Linked DNA regions of Mus musculus: region 1 is linked to region 2. Evidence: chromatin contacts called from public HiChIP or PLAC-seq data. All regions are on one chromosome and are shown on one strand. Each heading gives the region's core, a stretch centred on a gene start, on an enhancer-like site or on the middle of the called end of the contact. The rest is flanking DNA. Distances are from core to core; before and after follow the strand shown.

Region 1 (2,700 bases), core at 83-2,582, 460 kb after region 2:
AGGGCTATACAGAGAAACCGAGTCTCAAGCCCCCGCCCCACCCCCCAAAAAAGAGAAAAAATAAAGAGAAAAAGAAAAAGAAAGAGAAGGAGGAGGAGGAGGAGGAGGAGGAGGAGGAGGAGGAGGAGAAAGAGGAAAAGGAAAAGGGAAAGGGAAAGAGAAAGAGAAAGAGAAAAGAGAAAGAGAAAGAGAAAGAGAAAGAGAAAGAGAAAGAGAAAGAGAAAGAGAAAGAGAAAGAGAAAGAGAAAGAGAAAGAGAAGGAGAAGGAGAAGGAAAAGGAAAAGGAAAAAGAAAAAGAAAAAGAAAAAGAAAAAGAAAAAGAAAAAGAAAAAGAAAAAGAAAAAGAAAAAGAAAAAGAAAAAGAAAAAGAAAAAGAAAAAGAAAAAGAAAAAGAAAAAGAAAGGCATTATTTTTATGTTGAAGACCGGAACCTGCATTACAGGCTTATAAGGACTAGCTCGTCCTTGGTCTGGTACAGAGCAGAGCACCCATTCCAGGGCTTGGTGACTATTAAGCAAGCACTCTACTGAGCTACATTTCCAGTCTCAAAAAGTTTTCTTCTTTTAAATGGATGATATACATTAAATAGTTACAGTATTTATACGCCATTAGATAATTTTCTCAAGTGTATAGACCAGCCTGGTCTTGAACTCAAATATCCACCTTCTTCTGCATAAGGACTACATGCACTACTATGTCAAGTTGCGTTAGAAAAAATTAAAAGAATGTTTTAACGTTTTAAATTACAAATATAAAGATTTAAAGTAAGTCAGACATTATATTCTATGCATCTATTTAAGCTTATAATCAAACAAAAATTTTAAAACTTCACTTAAATGGCCTGGGAGTGTACTTCAGCAATCTAGTACGCAAATGTAAGACTGTGCATAAATATATAAGGTTCAATCTCCAAAACCCAGGAAGGAAAAATTGCTAGCTGGAGAGGGGCTACAACCTCTGACAAAGTAAATCACCCAGTATCATTCAGGTACCCTTGCTTTTCTGCCGCACTTAGGCGTCCCCCACCCCCATCCTATAGGCTTGCAGCGTCCTCTTCGGGAACCCAGGGTGACCTCCCTCCGCCCCGCGCTAGCCCGTTCTCCCCGCCCCGGGCTGCTGTGTCATGGCTGAGCGGAAGTCGCTGCCTCAGTGAGAAGAACCGTCCCTAAAATGGATGGCATAAGCTTCCTCCTCTCCCTCCCACGGCCTCGTCTTGGCATCCCAGGTCAGACCGTACCTTGCACTGTCCCGAACACTTCGTAGTCCACAGACTTGAGCAGCTCGGTCATGGCGGCCAGCCTTCTCCCGAGCAGCATTAGCTGGGTATGTGGCGCGGAGACTGCGACAGCCGCCAGGGGAGGAAGACTTATGGGCTCTGGGACCGACGCCCAGAAGCCAAGACAAGAGCGCGCTGGGTCATGCGTAAGAAGATGGCAGATGACCGTTGTACACAGTGAGGGCGACGGGACACCCGGCGCTCGGGCTCCCTAGCAGGGTGCTCCCTCTCTGCGTTCCCCAGGACCCGGTTCTCTAAAGAAAACGGAGGTCGGGCATGTGAGGGGATTAAACCAACTAATATCTACCCACCGACGTTTATTTGACACAAAAAAGGTTTTGTTTTGTTTTTTCTATAAGGATGAAAATAAGAGGGTGACTTGTTGAGAGGACAGAGCGGGTAAAGTCTAAGTGGGTAGAGATGAGAAGGATAATAGGGGGAAAATTACCAAAATTCATTATATGCAAGGATAAAATGTCAAAGAATTTTTAAGTTTTAGGTGATTTTATATAGGTACACTGTAAAGAATACATAGTATACCCATGGGTACACTGTAAGGAGATTAATTCAAGCTAATTAACTTTCATCTCTGATTTCATTTAAGATTTCAACGATTTTAAATATATATCATTCTTAACTATACTCACCATTGTGCAAATATATGATAATCTCCACTTCATATGAAGAAAATGTGTGCCCTTGAAACAATATCCCCATTTCCAACATCCTGAGGTGGACATTTGAAATGAAGGACCTGCTTAGCTTAGTGGCACAAAGGGTATTTGGTCAGTGTGCTGGCTAGTCTTGGCACAAGCTAGAGTAATCTTAGAGGAGAGAACCTCAAGTGAGAAAATGCCTCCATAAGATCTAGCCATAAGGCATTTTCTTAATTAGTGATTGATGGGGGGGTGGGGGAGGGAGCAGTGGAACCCAGCCAGTTGTGGGTGATGCCATCCCTAGTCCAGGGATCCTGGGTTCTATAAGAAAGCAGGCTGAGTAAGCCATGTGGAACAAGTCAGTAACCAGTCCCCACCCCCACCCCACCCCCCATGCCTCTACATCATCTCTAGGTTCCTGCCTTGTTTGAGTCCCTATCCTGATATGTACAGTGCTGTGGAGGTATAAGCCAAATAAACATTTTCCTCCCCCAAGCTGCTTTTTGGTCATTGTGTTTCATGGCAGCAATAAAAACCTTAACTAAGACAGACAATGAATCAATTCTGAAATGTTCTGACGGTGCCAAATCTGTGGTGATTCTGAGATAAAGTTAGGCTTGATCTTTTCATTCAGGCTGATGAATCTGAAAGGTGCCTTGTGGTGATTTGGCTAGCTTTGTTGCCCATACAGACTGTGTTTGAATACTTGGGCCCATGGGAAGTGGCATTATGAGGAGATATGGCCTTAGTGGAGAAAGTGTGTCCCTG
Region 2 (2,700 bases), core at 65-2,564:
ACACACACACACACACACACACACACACACACACACACAAACATCAGATGCATGCCTGGTGCCTGAGGAATTCAGAAGATGATATTACATACCCTGGGCCACCATGTGGATGCTGGGAACTGAACTTAGGTCATCACAAGAGTGACAAATACAAGCTAGGTGGTGGTGGCGCATGCCTTTAATCCCAGCACTTGGGAAGCAGAGGCAGGCAGATTTCTGAGTTCGAGGCCAGCCTGGTCTACAAAGTGAGTTCCTGGACAGCCAGGGCTATACAAAGAAACCCTGTCTCGAAAAAAACAAAAAACAAAAACCAAAAACCAAAAAAAAAAAGAGAGAGAGAGAGAGTGACTAGTGCTCTTGACTGCTGAACCATGTCTCCAGCCCCAAGAATAATTCTGTAATTCTCCTCTAATACCAAGTGGGTAAGTAAAGTGGAATTTTAAAAAATCTCACCAATTTCTTTAACTGCAGAATTTAAAAGTTAAAAAAAAAAAAATCCCAGCCAAAATGATGCTAAGACTTACAAAGCTAAGAACTAGCCATTTTTTTTAATCCTTTAATTTGGCCAGATGTGTTCAAGCTTGTCTTTAATCCCAACACTTAGCAGGCAGAGGTGAGCAGATTTCTGTGAGTTTGAGGCCAGCCTGGCCTACAGAGTGCGTTCTACCAAGCCAGCCACCAACTACATAGTGAGATCCATTCAATCAATCAATACATACATGCACAAGTTTTAAAAGTTCTTTAATCAAAAAAAAATATTAAACTGTAACTATTATACATTTGGTCAGGTTACTTTTATAATTAAACAATATTGCTAAACAAATCAAAAAATGTATGCATAACATGAATAATATGTAAAAGCACAAACTTCAAACCTCAGAGGTCATAACCTTTTCAGGACTGTCTCTTCCTGTGTTCTTTGGAGGAACAAGGGGAAGGACCATTTCCAAGACTGTTTCTTAAACTTGAAATTGCTTAAAACCCTCCAGAAGATCTTGTTAAAATGGGGTTCTAACCCAGCAAGTATGGAGCAGACCTGAATGGCGGCATTTCTAGCAAGTCTTAAATCACCTACAGACCACGTCCAACAAAAAGGTCTCCAAAGTTCCTGGTGCACTGTAGTAAGGCTGCCACCCCAGCGAATGCGCTGAGGACTGGCTTCCTGCATCCTCTTATGGGCCACACCTTTCAGAACAGGGATCTTGTTCAGGAGCCAATAACTACCTTTAAATTTAAACCTGGCTCAGCACCCCTTCCCCCACCTGTCTCTGTCTGTCCCCTTTCTCACTCTGCACTCTAGAATTTAGCCTTGCAGGAAGTTGCCTCCTGGCAGTGAGTTTATTTCTCATTTGCTTTCATTTGTTGTTCGGCTCAGGCTATGATGACCAACCCATTTTCCAACCACAAGACCAAAGCTCAGAGAAAAGGGCAATGAATTTGTGCTAATAACAAGAAATGAGTGTTTCATTTTAAAGTCAACTTTACTTGACTTTTATTTAAAAATTAGGATCCTTCTTGCTTTTATTTAAAGTATGCCATACTGACCAAACTACAAAGCTTTCAAGTAGCAAGTTCTGAGTACTCATTAAATGGCTTAATACTGTCAAATCTTTAATTAAACTAATCATTCAGCATTAGAAACATGCCCTTATCTGAGGTTTTTCACCGTTTTTTAATTTTTACTTTTTCATAGCTGGATCTTAGTTATAAAGTTGTTGGGGAGATGAGAGGGGAGTATCAGAATCTGAAAACTCCTGGCTTTTTCACTGTCTGGGCTGCTAATCTATGCAAGTAGAATTCTAGCACAGCAGACTTAAGGCTGGGAAGATACCCTTACCTGTCTGTAGAGCTGTTGTTAACCATACCAGTTTCCACCACAGACAGTTAAACATCTAAACCCCTGAAGTCAGAACAACACGGGATTCTTACAGTCTGTGTGCACATTTAAGCTTTCTTTAAAGGAAACTTGACCAGGACAGCCAGAACTACACAGAGAAACCCTGTCTCAAAAAAGAAAAATCAAAAACAATAAATAAATACATACATAGGAGACTTGAAAGAGTTTCCAACACCACCCTGGTAAAGTCAACCCTGGACGTTCCTTTGAGAGGGAGCAAAGGCCAGATTTTCAGGTAGATCAGTGCAGGGTGTAGTCAGGCTCCACCCACCACATTTCCAAGCAGCAGAAATTTTTGTTCTTTAGGTTAAACCTAATAGGTTATTTATTAGGCATATAGAGGTGAAGTGTTGAGCTGAACCATTCTCAGGGCTTATATATACACTATTTCCCTCTTTAACTCAATGGAAGAACGGGGTAACTGACCGCATGAGGCACAGGCTCACAATTGTTACGTGGCTTCCTTAGTTATAGCAGGATAGAGCCCACTCCTGGCTGGCCAAATGCCTTTTTCTTTAGTATACAACTTTATTCTAAATACATATTCCTCCAAGTTTTCGCTTCTCCATAAGAAATCAGATTTTTATGCCTGTCCCTGTATGGAAGCAACTTGAGGAATGTACAGAGACTACCTGGAAAGCTAGTTAAAAATACTTATTGTTGGGCTATACCAGAGTCCCAGATTCACATAACTTAAGAAGGTAGTTTCTGTTTCTAGCATGTTCTCAAGATGGGTTGGTACTACTGATTTAGAGTCCCCATCTTAATAGTTTCAATTTGAAAATCTCTTAATGAAACATAAC

Evidence for each region. HiChIP or PLAC-seq counts read pairs in DNA pulled down with a chosen protein or histone mark.
Region 1: an H3K4me3 HiChIP or PLAC-seq map of bone marrow-derived macrophages shows a contact between it and region 2, with 3 times the contacts expected there. The contact joins the promoter of Acyp2 here to the enhancer-like site in region 2. A contact is called at or near these places in 12 of 39 promoter capture datasets (the C10 cell line, the HPC-7 cell line, cranial neural crest and 6 more), 1 of 15 datasets of contacts at CTCF or cohesin (the NIH/3T3 cell line), 1 of 484 Hi-C or Micro-C datasets (cortical neurons), 28 of 115 datasets of contacts at active chromatin or transcription factors (acute myeloid leukemia, bone marrow-derived macrophages, craniofacial prominence and 15 more) and 2 of 9 other capture datasets (adipose tissue and embryonic stem cells).

What each region holds. Positions count from the first base shown.
Region 1 is chr11:30,648,064-30,650,763 of GRCm38.p6, forward strand. Acyp2 (acylphosphatase 2, muscle type) reads right to left here and starts at 1,333. Exons shown (of 4, transcript NM_029344.3): 1 at 1,238-1,333. The coding sequence starts at 1,316.
Region 2 is chr11:30,188,992-30,191,691 of GRCm38.p6, forward strand. All of the region lies in intron 1 of Sptbn1 (spectrin beta, non-erythrocytic 1), which reads right to left. Among named protein-coding and RNA genes, the nearest start is that of Sptbn1, 29 kb to the right of the region's middle. Within about 2 kb of position 1,315, at least 39 of the 459 cell types and tissues checked have an H3K27ac peak or open chromatin away from gene starts, as enhancers often do. A contact at or near this core is called in the HPC-7 cell line, bone marrow-derived macrophages, memory CD8 T cells and 1 more, where this site is marked.